Regions from separate parts of the Bicyclus anynana genome. Here region 2 is linked to region 1. Evidence: chromatin contacts called from public Hi-C data. All regions are on one chromosome and are shown on one strand. The core of a region is the stretch at or near the end of the contact, and the rest is flanking DNA. Distances in the headings are between cores, read along the strand shown. Region 1 has its middle 26 kb from the start of LOC112045265. Region 2 overlaps LOC112045235 (probable ATP-dependent RNA helicase DDX46).

Evidence for each region. Hi-C and Micro-C count contacts between places; a contact is called where the count stands out from the background.
Region 2: a contact with region 1 is called in a Hi-C map of whole body, with 2.6 times the contacts expected there. The contact joins two enhancer-like sites. A contact is called at or near these places in 2 of 2 Hi-C or Micro-C datasets (whole body and whole larva).

What each region holds. Positions count from the first base shown.
Region 1 is chr19:4,553,102-4,560,132 of ilBicAnyn1.1, forward strand. No RefSeq gene overlaps it. Among protein-coding and RNA genes, the nearest start is that of LOC112045265, 26 kb to the right of the region's middle. Within about 2 kb of position 2,565, at least 8 of the 8 cell types and tissues checked have open chromatin away from gene starts, as enhancers often do.
Region 2 is chr19:4,755,421-4,762,451 of ilBicAnyn1.1, forward strand. It overlaps LOC112045235 (probable ATP-dependent RNA helicase DDX46), which reads right to left. Exons shown (of 18, transcript XM_024081340.2): 7 at 6,956-7,031; 8 at 6,071-6,285; 9 at 5,335-5,569; 10 at 4,430-4,591; 11 at 3,858-3,977; 12 at 2,982-3,189; 13 at 1,687-1,849; 14 at 774-985. Among protein-coding and RNA genes, the nearest start is that of LOC112045235, 8.0 kb to the right of the region's middle. Within about 2 kb of position 4,496, at least 6 of the 8 cell types and tissues checked have open chromatin away from gene starts, as enhancers often do.

The DNA.
Region 1 (7,031 bases), core at 1,315-3,814:
GGAGAATTTGAGAAGAACGGGAACGCTTAAAAAATATAAATGCCTATTGTATTTTTTTCATTAGAATGGAATGGAATAATAACCATGTTGGGCAGTAGCTGATACTCCTTATTATCCGCGTAAATCCCATTCCCGTGGAAATACGCGGATAAAATTGCCTATGATACTCATAAATAACGTGGCTGTCTATCTGTAAAAGTATATCGGCGGAACGGACTTCTGATAACGGAGAAGCCGTAGCCTCGTATTTAAAATAAGTTTAGTAGATCCAGAGATTACCTACCCCCTACACAGTTACAAACTTCTTTACAAAATTAGTATAGATTAAAAAAATCATATGCCTAAGATTGTGTAGAAGTGATAACTTCATAAAAGAGGGTAAACCGCTTGTTAACGTAACGCGTTACATTTACGTCAGCACGTTTGACCCTTGCACAAGCATACTTTGACCTGATTTTACGCCTACAGACAATATTAAAACTTTCTATGTTGCTGCTTCACACCTCTTCGACAATAGAGAATTCTCAATTAAATTCAATAATTAATTAGATTCAATTAATTAAGACAATTAGTTAAAATTATCACTTTTGTCGAGCGTCTTAAGACGTGCATGTTTTATTTTTTTAAAGAAAAGTTAATTTCGCGAGTATAGACTGGCGTATCCACAGTAAGCTGTCTTAGCGCTGGCATGTGCTCAAGAAACTATATCCCTCGGTGAAGATATCCAGGGGGAGCGCGTTCCCACGGCCGCGGTACACGTGGCGTGCCAATATTCGTTTTTTAACCTCATTTCATTTACAAGAAAAAATATTATTAAAGCTATTAGAAGCTTTAAGGAAAACGTAATATATAAAGTTAAATATATCTACTTTAAACTTATAATAATACAATTAAATATAAATAAATTGCACATCCTATTAATATTTTAAACGCGAAAGTTTGTATGGATGTTTGGATGTATGTTTGTTTGGATGTTTGTTCCTCTTTAACTGAAGCGATTTGGCTGAAATTTTGAATGGAAATAGATTTTACTTTAGATTAACACATAGGCTAAATAAATGCATGGTTTCCCGAGATTTGCGAAAACTGATGATTTTGATGATATGAATGTTTGTTACTCTTTCACGCCTCGACTACTGAACCGAATTGGCTGAAATTTGGAACTGAGATATATTATAGCCTGGATTAACACATAGGCCTCTTTTTATCCAGGAAAAATCCATGGTTTTCGAGGGATTTGTTACAAACTAAAATCCATACGGACGATCGATAGAATCGCGCACGGGCGGATGAAAGTATATTAACATTTTAAAAAACTTCTATTGAAGTTCATTATATTGTCTATGTATAATTAATAATATTAGTATGAATTGCAGTAAAGTAGTGTCGATATAAAGTTAGGATACTTTATATTAAAATACGAAAGTGTGTCTGTTCGTTACGTTTTCAAGCCTAAACCACTAAATCGATATTAAAAGTTCTTTCACTAATAGAAAGCAGCGTTACCAGAGTAATAAAGGCTTTATTATATCAGTAAAGTAGAAACAGTGGAGCGTCCGCTAATAATAAAAAATATGAGTATCAATTAAGGAGTTTTATTGGCGATTGATACCAACTAAAGCTACTAAAACAATTGCATAACATAAATATTGCTTATTGAATAAAACAATATTTAATGCATTGTTTAAGATAATCTAGATTAGTTAAATAAAATCCTAATACATAGTACCCTAGGCATACTCGCATTTAGATGATTTTTTTAAGGTATGTTACCAACAGTGTTAACAGAGTTACCAACAGTGTTACAGAGTTGTAAACAACAGAATTTCTTGCAAACGGAGTCACGGGCGCACACTAGTCACGATATAAATGTAAATAAAATAAAAAATTTACGATTTCTGCATTACAAGCCTTTTAACTGTTTATCAAAAGTAATAAAAACGTAGAAAATAGCAAAGAATATCTCATCTATATCTTATACAACCACCATTAGCCGAAAAACAATTCTTGCATAAAAAATGTTTATGCAACGTATAAGATTTACAATTGCAATTGTAAATCTTAATAGATTTACAATTACACAGATATTTAATATCTAATAGCTATTACCTATTCAACCAACTTCGAAAGTACCAAGATTAATTAATAACACATAAAACTACCTATCTAGATAACTTAAAAAAATCCAAGTTGCCCACATCTCTTCTAACGGTAAGTACTAGGTAGGTACATCGAAGCAACCTAAAACTTTTTTTGGCAACAAAACAATTTCTGTGCCTCAACAACCCCATTAAAATGCGTATCAAAGCCTTAAAACCTTCGTTTAACTGACATTGACCAACCACGTGTCCTTTATAAAGAGCTATTATTAACGTCAAGAGATGGTAGCTAGCGTGCGCGTTCATAATTGTATTAATCATTCAACGCGACCGGCAGACGTCGATTTTCTTCAACAGCGAGCTCTTGTTTGTTTTTTTCGTAAGGAAGTCAGCTCAGAAGGTGAACCGTGGGAACGGCGGGCGGGTGCACTTCCCAAAACATCGACGCACGGCAGCGAGTCCGACGTGCGCCGGCCGGAACGAGACGAAACATTCACCAACTTACGCGTTAGAGCGGGACGGGGGACATGACGTGTGCGCGCCAAGCGACAGCTACAATCGCGTGATCATCTACAAGAAATAATAAAACGGCAATAAAAGAAACACGAGAACGTAACCGTAGCGTGTGCGAGCGGGACGGGCGACAGTGGCTAGGGTTGGCAATTTTTTTTTTCTGAAAAATAATGTTTTTCAGTTTTAACTATAAAAATATAGTACACTTAATTTATGGAATAATCAAAAATTCGACATTTATTAAAAAAAATACTATATTTATTTACACTTGTTGCATTATTCAAGGTATAATTGTTTAAAATGAGAGTGTCATAATTATCATTTTGCACATTAAATTTTAAATAAAATTTTGGAAACTGAAAGTTATTTTTTTTAATTTGTTCGTTTAAAGTTTGGAACTCAATAAGATAGACAAGTTTGGAGCTACTCTTAGATGCATCTGTGAAAATCTAATTTTCATAAAGTTTTAAAATAAAAAATGTTAGTGTTGAAAACTACTACTACTATTCTTCTACTAGTACTCTATTTCTTCAAAAGTATATAGTACGCAGACTCATAATATAGTACAATACTATGTATCATAGTACGGTTGACATCCCTATCAGTGGCCAGCGACTGCGCGCGCCACTCGACTTGCCGACGAATTTCAAAGATCAATGATCCGATCGATAAGAGCGAGCGACAAATACACTGAGAGAGATAAACATACAGAGAACTGTGCGACAAAGCGAGATAGAGCGATGTTTGGCTCGTGGCAGTTTATGCGACGATGCAATAAAAGAGGGCGCTGTATACATTTCAGCGGGTGTTTAAAAAGCTTCAGCCCATTGTGTAAGTCTGAGTTTAATAACAATGCGTATTGAATAGCGTTAATATGAATATTACAAACATTTGTGAGTTTGCTAAATATTATGGAAATTAAGAGATTGCTGATAAAGTATATAACTACTCCTATAAATGTATTACATTTTATACCATAGTTTAATGTTTTTCGATTTTATTTTCTATGCCATAATTAATAATTTATTGATAAATTCATAATGAAACAAAAACTCGAATTGTTTATGGTTATAATTTAAATATTTGTAAGTAGGAGTTCATTTTTCACTTTTCAGCGTATTCGACACGCTAGCGCCGGCGGACGGAGTTGGAAACACTTTTTGTTCGATACTGTGAAACTAGATGGCGTTAGTAGTTTGTAAAAAGCTCTATTGCGTTTTAAGTTCTAGTAAAGTAGATTAGCAAAAGTTTTGTTTTACTTACAATAATAGACACAACAACATTAGATGCATGAACAAAGCATATATGAATAATTGAAAATTTTGTATGGGGCGTTTTTGAAGGATCCGAGGCAGCGCCGCAAATCTGACCCCTTAAATCCTTGTAGCTCCGAAAGTAATAATCGCAGATACCCTGTTACTTTTATAAAATTGCTTTAATAGTAGAAGAGGAACGGGAGTATTTGTCATATTTAAACGATAGTCTTAATTAAAGTACCTAATCATTAAATCAGCTACCAGTATGCATTTTCATAAAATGTTGAAAGAGTTTTCATTATTCAAATTATAGGTATCGGTAGGTAGGTTTGGACAAATCACCGAATAATACAAAACACTATTAAAAAGTTCTGAAAATTATAATAAATTAATTATTATTTTTATTTATCTCTCATTTATTTATTTGTACCTACTTATTTTTTTTTTTTAATTTTAACAATGTTACAAATACAAAATATCTAATACAAAACACTATTTAAAAATTTATTTACGCGGGACATTTGAATGCCCAAGCAACCGGTGGTCAGGGCTTTAGAGTGAAGGAACCTCATCACAATATGCGCCGTCTTAAGAATAACTGCCTTCTGTATCAGACTCTTGATCCAACAGTTAATAGCTTCTTAAGGTGTTGGTCGAAGCTTTTCGCTATAAGACCATTGACTGAAACAACTATCGGAACAATAACAGTTGACTCAACATTCCACATGGCGGTAATCTCGTGAGCAAAATCCAAGTACTTTGATACTTTCTCCTTTACCTTTTCAGCTTTAACCATTATCATTACTTACAGTAATTATAATTATTGTTTGTACCTTAACATACCTAATCTAATGTAAATATATTAAAGGTTAAGTGTCTCTATAATTAACCCGAGATCATCCTGATACCGGTATCTATCACAGGAAACTGGCATCACAGACGCGACAGTGATAACATTTAGATGGACATCATGATACATCGATCATGTTTATATATCTGATACAGCAGAGTAGGTACGCAGAACGTGCTAAGAACACGTTGTCAGCAAAGATTTTCTACTGTTATAGATATGTTTCGTGTCAACAAAATCCCCGCAAAAGTAGATTTTGGTTTAGCTACTCCACTTGCACTGAAAGCACACTTGCACATTATTCTGTGTTTATTTATGTACATTATATACTTGTGTAAATAGTTTTAACACTTCCTGAACCTAACTTAAGACAATTAGCAACCTTTGTGCGCCTCAGTTTCGATTCGCTAATGACATATCCAATAGTATAATGTCTTTGACTAACGTGCTAAGCCTTATTTGCCTGTAATTTCATCGGTAACCTTCAGCCCAGTACCTAGTGCACCTCATAAATGCAAAAATGTACCTACTTAGGACCCATTACGAACCAATACTGTAGCAGGAATTACCCATTTTGTACGACTTTTACATATAGTGCGTACCTTAGTTACAACCTTATACACGCCAATGCTTCAGCCTAAAACCCAGCAATGTTACTGGGTGTATAAATAGTAGAAATAAGCACGACCAACTCTTCAACAAGACGATCTTGGATCTCTCCACAATAAACTGTCTACTCCACACAACGCAGACATCGAAAAGCTAACGCTTTTTGTGGTCTAATCTTTTGAATTTGGAACTATCTAAATTATATTAGTACCTAGGTATGTAGGTACTATGTGCTCTGCTACTGTAGGTACCTGTACGCAATTGAGACGGATAGTTTAAATAAAATATACAATAAAATACCCAGTAGGTAGTACAGTTTAATGTTGTTTAAATATCAATATTTTATATTGAAGGAACACACGACAAGCGAGTCAGTACGTATAAAAAGACACCACAGATAATAGGTTTAATAAAAGAACAAAAATCTTTTGAATTTGGAACGTATTCGAATCTATTCAAATCGGAAAATAGTCGGGTAGGCGTGCGCTTCGATGCGCTGCCATTGGTTATTCGGGCGCCAATCACGGCGCGAGGCCGAGCTAGGCGTGATGGATTTTCGCGCCACTTGCTTAGGAAAAGCGTTATGATCACAGATTATAAATGTACCAATATCATTTTCCATTTTTCTGGTAACTATTGGTAACTTTTCAACCAATTGTGTTTAGTGAATGAACAAAATATGAATAGCTTTGACTTATGCTTAGGAAAACGCTTAGGAAAATTGTTATGATCACAAATATATTTAAATGTAACAAAAAATATTTATTTTTCTAAGAAGCAAATAGACACATGTGTTATAATTTATACTTGTTTAGAAAAAGCGTTTTATTTACAAGTTTTGAATAAATGCAGGCGTAAACTTCATAATGTTTAGTTTTTAATCAAATTATCTACCTATAACTTGACGACTGAAAGTCGTAGAGTCAACATCTCCTGAGGATGCTCCGGTTTCGGTGGGAAGCGTGATTAGAGGGTTTTCCGTCTATCTGGATGACATTTCCACATGGATTCCTCAGTTTTTCCCAGATAAAGTATTATAGCAAATTGGATTAATTATTAACCATAATTACCTACTATTAATTGTCTCTCCTGACATTTTTATTACTTACTAAAAAGCAGAAACTGGTGGGAGGCTTCGGCCGTGGCTAGTTACCACCCTACCGGCAAAGACGTACCGCCAAGCGATTTAGCGTTCCGGTACGATGCCGTGTAGAAACCGAAAGGGGTGTGATTTTCACCCTTCTCCTAACAAGTTAGCCCGATTCCATCTTAGACTGCATCATCACTTACCATCAGGTGAGATTGTAGTCAAGTGCTAACTTGTGAAGAATAAAAAAAAAAACTAAAAACATCCTAAAAATTTAATTAATTAATTGGAAAGTACACTAATATTATTAAGGCGAAAGTTTGTGTGTATCTTAGAGTGTGTGTTTGTTTCTCCTTTGCACTACGGCTACTGTAGCGATATGGTTGAAATTTTAAATGGAAATAGAATTTACTCTGGATCAACACATAGGCTGCTATATCCCGGAAAAATCCATGGTTCCCGCGGGATTTGTGAAAAACTGAATTCAAAGCGGACGAAATCACGTTCGTCCGCTAGTAACTATTAAATGTGGTAAAAACTCATCGATATCATAAGATAAATTAAGGTATAGGTCACTGTCAAAATCAATTGTAAATTAATCGATGCATATAACTGTT
Region 2 (7,031 bases), core at 3,246-5,745, 200 kb after region 1:
CTTGGCAGTGTGCGTAATAAAGTTTTACAACTTGCTTAGAAAATGCTTAGGCAATCCACTGAACGAAGTACATACTTGTAGAATCGCTTATCAAAGAAGATGGTCCAAAATTGTATGGAGCTCAAGTCCAGTCAATGAACCCTAGCGGAAATAAAAGGAAATATTTTTTTTTAACTATTTTTGATTACACAAATCTACGAATTTATTTTAATTATTTCGAAATAATATTCATTATCTCCCAAGAAATGCAACACTAATACGGGTAATAATGGCGGATTGATGACGTTTTCAATGCAGTAATCGATTTGACGTTTGCTGTCAATTGTCATGTCATAGTTGCTTTAAGGGCTCCATCTTGATATTACTCAAAAACTTGGGTTTTAATTTTATTTATTTCTTTTTATTTAGTTACATTTATTCACTTTAATAAATCACTAAAATACTTGTATTTTTTAAATTTTAATGATATGGGGTACAAGAGTGGACCTGAAATGGACCATCTCTTTTCCCACTGAATCCGCCGCCTGTGTGAATCTTCTTGCCGTCCTTCTCCTGCACCTCTTAGCACGTGTCCCACATCTGACACAGCTCGCACAGCGTGGCAGTCCTGCTACAGCGTAAGAAAGATTGTTGCTCACCTTTTCCACTGAAGCCGCCGCCCGTGTGCACCTTCTTGCCGTCTTTCTCCTGCGCCTCCTCGTACGTGTCCCACATCTGACACAGCTCGCACAGCGTGGCAGACCTGCTACAGCGTAAGGAAGATTGTTGCTCACCTTTCCCACTGAAGCCGCCACCCGTGTGCACCTTCTTGCCGTCCTTCTCCTGCGCCTCCTTGTAGGTGTCCCACAGCTGGCGCAGCTCGGGCGGCGGCGGCGTGCCCGCCAGCTCGAACGCGCGCAGCACGTCGCCCGCGTAGCGGCCCTGCTCCGGCGTCAGGAACGTCCACGCGTAGCCCTTGTTGCCGGCGCGCCCGGTCCGCCCGCATCTGTATACAACGACAGTTTCACAATTTCATTGATATTTACCATTCATTGCGCTGGACTGACCAAGTGAAACCCGCTCTAAATGTATCACCCCTCGATTTCTCCACGATGTCATCATCAGATCCTGACATGAAAAGAATGGGACCACCCTGGAAGTAAACCCTTCAAAAAAAGAATTTTCAAAATCGGTCCATAAATGACGGAAATATCGCTGGACATACATAAAAAAAAACATACTTACAACCGTACGTAGAACCTCCTCCTTTTTGGAAGTCGGTTAAAAAGTACAAAGACATAGGCAAGATTAACAGCAAAAGTATGGCTCTGCTGCCCTAATCTCAGACAACTAAAAGTGAGGCTTCTAAGATGCGTGCTGCCATCTACAGGCATAGTGAAACAGTGTTTGTTATTTTAAACTACCAGTAGATGGTGTTCTAAGAGAACTTTGAAACAATCCCTTTTTGTACGCTTCAAGAACCTGTTGCGATGCAGTTATGCCTGAGGCTCATAGATGGCGCTTTGTTTTTTATATTAGAAAGAAGTTCCACTTCAATCGTATGGTCTAAAGAAAACAAGGAGGGTGAAAACTTCCTCCTTGTTTTCTTTGAGATAAAGGTAAAAAGTTTGTACTGCTCAGTCACCAAATATTTTTCATTAGTCTATGCTACATTACCTTTCCTCAGTAATCTCTGTCCACACTAACCTGTGCACGTAATCCTCGTAGTGATTGGGACAGTCGTAGTTGACGACCAGCACCAACTGTTTGACGTCGAGCCCGCGCGCCGCGACGCTGGTGGCTACCAACAGCTTCACCTTGCCAGACTTGAAGTCAACGATCGTCGAGTCCCTGTCGAATTGATCAATACCTGTAACAGGCCACTATTAATATATTCGTCTCTTTTAACACAGTATTGATTTGGTATACTGCCTCCTTTTATAATTAAAACAGAAATAAGGAATGACATTCTTTTCAGTAATCATTTATTTTTAATATACTCTTTGCAGGGAAGAGCACAGGTGTCTATAATACAAGTTCTTTCTTAGTTTAGATACCTGTTACTCATCCATGAATTATAATGTTAAGCTATTTTTCCCTATTATGTTACAGTTTTATAGAGAATAAACGATTAATATTATTATTAAATAAAATATTTTGTTTCCTATCTTTAAAATTGGCGCAGTCGGTAGGACTTTTTAAAAATTAAAAGAAATAATATATTTCTAATTATTGCTATTTGCATTCTTCTTGACAGTCGTTTGAAACCAATGTAAATAATCACAAAATAGTTTCACGAAGTTATGGCAAAATAAGTTATTTAAAACTAATAATTAAATTTAATTTCGCAAAATTTTTTTATGGAGGCAGTACACACTTTCACAAATTTTATAAATGTCACGCAAATATGTCCCCTCTGTACACGAACAGAAGCTGAAATAAAAATTGATCAGTTTTAGTAAGGTTTTCTATATTTCCGTCTCTAAAATATCTATGTAAAAATACAATACAGATATGTAAATCACAGCATATTAAAATAAGAGTGTAAATGTAATCAGCCTAATAAATAATCTAATATTAATAAGCACATATTGCTTTTGATGACTAAGTTATGTAATTTGCCCATCTACTATGTCGCTTTCGGCGACTAAGTTACATAGTTTGCCTATAGATGACGCTTTCGACGACTCAGTTGTATAGTTTGCCTCTAGATGTCGCTTTCGGCGACTCAGTTATGTAGTTTGCTTGTAGAAGACGCATTCGACGACTCACTTCTGTAGTTTACCTATAGATGTCACTTTTGGACGATTAAGTTACATAAAATGGCTATAGATGTCGCTTCCGACGGCTCAGTCGCGTAGTTTGCCCATAGATGTCGCTTTCCAGTACTTAGTTATGTGATTTGCCTATAGATGTCGCTTTCGATGACTCGTTTATGTAATTTGTTTAGAATATCGCTTTCCAATTAACTAATTATGTACTTCAAAACAATAACGACTTACCCCCATGTAAACTCATGCAAGAATACGACGCCTTCATCAGATCCTTGAGGAGGCTGTCAGCGTTTTCCTGTTTGTCAACAAAGACAATGATACTGCCCATCTGACTGTACAGCCCCAACAGTTCTAGAAGCTTAAAGAACTTCGCGTCATCTTCTAATATGGCCACGTGTTGTTCTACTTCCTTGCACACTACGCTGCGGCCACCCACCTACAATAAAATATTGTACTAATTTGAATCATCTTTGAACTAAAAAGTTAGTACCTAGTTAGCTAAAAACTAGTAGTATAAACTAAGTAAACTTGCTCAAACTTAAAACTTAAAGTTAGCAAAATTCAAATAAATATATTTTTGGACCACAAAGTATTTTTTTTTTCAAGGAGTAAAGAACCTTATATATAAATATATAGAAATGAAATGCTGTTAGTTAGTCAACTCGAGAAACTCGAGAAAAGCTGAACGGATTTATCTTATCTTGGTCTTGAAATGTTTGTTGGGGTTTAGGAGTAGGAAAGAATAAGCGAAGCTAGTGAAAATATTTGTTTTTTAGGTTGGAATTTCCTTAATATCCAATTTTAATGGAGGTTTCGTCTATTAGCCTATGACCCACTTCCTTGTGGTGGACCATTCATATACAATAAAAGGTTTCCTTATCAAGGCCCTTTATAAGAGAGAGGATTTGGAGCCTACATTGTAGAAGGAAAAACGTAGTCTAGTATTTATTATTGCTTCAGATGTTTATGGTTATGTGCCGTGCTGACCAAGGATTCTACGGGAGGTTGTTTAGTTCTGTGCAAGTCACACCTAAGTCGGCCGATGTCCATGGGGACTTTTCCTCCACGCACAAAAAAACAAACAGGTCTTTGTCTATGGTGTACCTGAACTTCAATAGGTTTCTGCAGAATTCGCCTCGCGAGCGCTTCCATCTGCCGCGGGAAGGTAGCACTGAACATCACGGTTTGTCGGTCGGGTCGCACGTTGTCGATTATCTTCATCACCTAATTAAACAAAACGTTACACATTTAACGTTATTATGTAACTCGGTTTACGATTCAAGTAATCTGTAACTATATCGTTTTTCATCGTATTTTGCAATCATCTAACATTGTGTTTTCAACGAAATGACACAATAAAAAATCATGTGAGATGATCATAGAAACAAAATAACGGTACCACTTAATGAAAAATGGTGCATTTAAGGTTATTTTTTTAAAATTTGAACGGTACACCGAGATACATAATGGGCCTGCAGTTCGGTTCAATGTCGTTGGTCCACCAAGTAGGGATTCAATCCTATACAGTTCATTGATATCTAAATATATAAAAGTCACTGAAATATCGAGAACCGCTAGACGTATAAAGATAAAAGGCAGTGAGGTAGTTTAGAGTTAATAGATGTCCGTTGAGAAAGGATTATGCAGAACTATTGAATAGTAGGTTCACCGCTGACCTGCGGCTCAAAGCCCATGTCGAACATGCGGTCGGCTTCGTCCAGCACGATGTAGGTGACACGGCGCAGGTTGGTGACGCGGCCCGAGTTGGCGGCCAGCATGTCGATCATGCGACCAGGCGTACACACTATCATCTCGGCGCCGCGCTTCAGCTCCGCTATCTATGACGAAATATATTATGTATCCATTGACCTCTACGGTGCAAGTGGAAGGACATAAGAGGAGAGGAAGGCAAAACGAAGAGATGGTTGGATTGTGTTAAAGAGGACATGTGTGTAAAAGAAGTGGAAGGCAAAAGGAGAGATGGTTGGATTGTGTTAAAGAGGACATGTGTGTAAAAGGAGTGGATGATGAGTTGACGAGTAACAGAGACGAATGCAAAAGATTGACATATTTTTCCTACCCCACTTAAGTGGGATAAAGGTAACACGATGATGATGACCTCTTATAATAAAAGGATGCACAATCATGTAGAAAAATTCACTTAAAAACTGGCCAATTTTGCTTTGACAGTTTTAATTATTGGTTAAGAAAATTATACCTAAAGGTCTTTAAATATGATCGAATATTCAATAAAATTCCAAATTCAGAGCAAATTCAACCTTAAGGATTGAGTTTTAGTTTTTACTCTTTCCTTCAAGAAATTCTCACCCCTGGAGTTACGCCTCTAAGCGTCGAGAGCATATTAAGGGATGATTTTTATTGGACTGGGCCTTGTCAGGGTTGGCTAAGGCAGTAACTACCATGGTTAAAACCAGTCCCATGATTATCATAGAATAGTGATTGTTACCTAATTGATCGTTATCAACATAGTCCTGCCATTGGAACAGTTTAAATAATGGAGTTTTAAAGTAAGAGCCAGCTCTTCAGACCTGAACATAAAATAGGAAACAATTAGACATACCTGTTCTGATATCCCAGTGCCTCCATAAACGCAAACAACGCGCAATCCTAGCGATTTGGCAAACTTCTTGATATCCTTCCCGATCTGCATACACAACTCTCTTGTTGGTGTCATTATAAGAGATATTGGTCCGTCAGTGTCCTCTAAGGGCTGTTGGTCCAGGACATGCCGGAACATTGGCAGGATGAAGGCCAGAGTTTTGCCTGAACCAGTTTTTGCTATACCAATGAGATCTCTGTAAAAAAAGAATGCATTTTTAGCATTTGAGTAAGTAATTTAAAAAAATCAAGCCAACATCTTCTTCCCTTTGAAGTTAGTTTTTAAATTACTTTTATGGTTTTTTTTTCATTTATATTGTATTTTAACTTTAGACTAGGCTCTAATCTGACTTATAGACTTTGAGACAGGATCCACGAATTTCAGGGTTATGTAGTTGGTTTGGCGCTTAGGAATCGACAAATTTTGTAGACATAGAGCTTCATTTATTTATACTGATCTAACAGGTGATTATAACTAATCGAAAAACATCAATTTTTTACTGTGGTGGAGTGTGGAATCAATTTTTTACAGGAACATTGGAAAAAATTGTCTCAGCTAAAATACGAAAACGCTCGCTTGTATTTTTTTTTGCATGAGCGATTTAAGTTAAAAAATTATATGAAAATTTTTATGGCACATTCCCTGGGTCAACTAGCACTATGTCTATGTATTATAATAACCAATGTGTAATATTTACCTTCCTGACATAATAGCGGGGATGGCTTGCGCCTGGATTGGCGTAGGTTTCTCAAAGCCAAGCTTCTTCAGTATCTCAAGCTCTTTCTTGCTGATCCCACAATGCGCCCATGATTTGATAGGTTTTGGACAACCCTTGCCCTTCACGCGAATGCCTTCTAGCTCGGTCCTGTACGCTTCTACCTCTTCTGGGGTCATTCGTGATAGCTCGCTTACCTGATACAGACAAAAACATAGTTATTATCAGACTATTTTAATAGCCTACTACGAGGTCAGACCTTACAGAAGGGATATGGAGACCTCAGACCTACCCACCAAAAAAGAAAAACCTATAGAGTCTTAGTCTTAGTCTTAGTCTTAGTTTTCCCACAGGGGTGAAAATATGTCCGAAAAAGGGTGCCCTATCTTGCGGAGGACAAATCCAAGCCCAAGTATATCAATTTAACTTAAATAAATATGAAAGTTAATTATAGTGATTTTTAAATTGGCTATGTAATACTAATAACTAACCATTTATTGTAATGAAATTTTAACTGTTATTCAATCTACTAGGTCAGTTGGTGAATTAATGAAAATGTTGAATTTATTTAAAGTGATCAATGTTTTTTATGTTTTTTATGTTATGTTATGTTATGTATAGGCTTGCTTGATGAGGTCTAAGATGTATTGTGCTTGCCTAGAAGATGCCTGTTCACTCTTTCCTAAATGATATTTATCATTTAGGAAAGAGTGAATAAGTAGAAGTAGAAAAGGGTCATTTTTCATCATCATCATTATCAGCCGATGGACGTTCACAGCTGGACATAGGCCTCTTGTATGGAATTCCAAGCACAACAGTCTCGAGCCGCCAGTTTAGGGTAAATAATTGTAAATACTTATCATATACCTCTGTGTAGAAAGCTTTTCTAAACGGCATGTAAATCAAGCTGGCGTGGTCCACTTTAGCAAGATCTTTCTTCTGT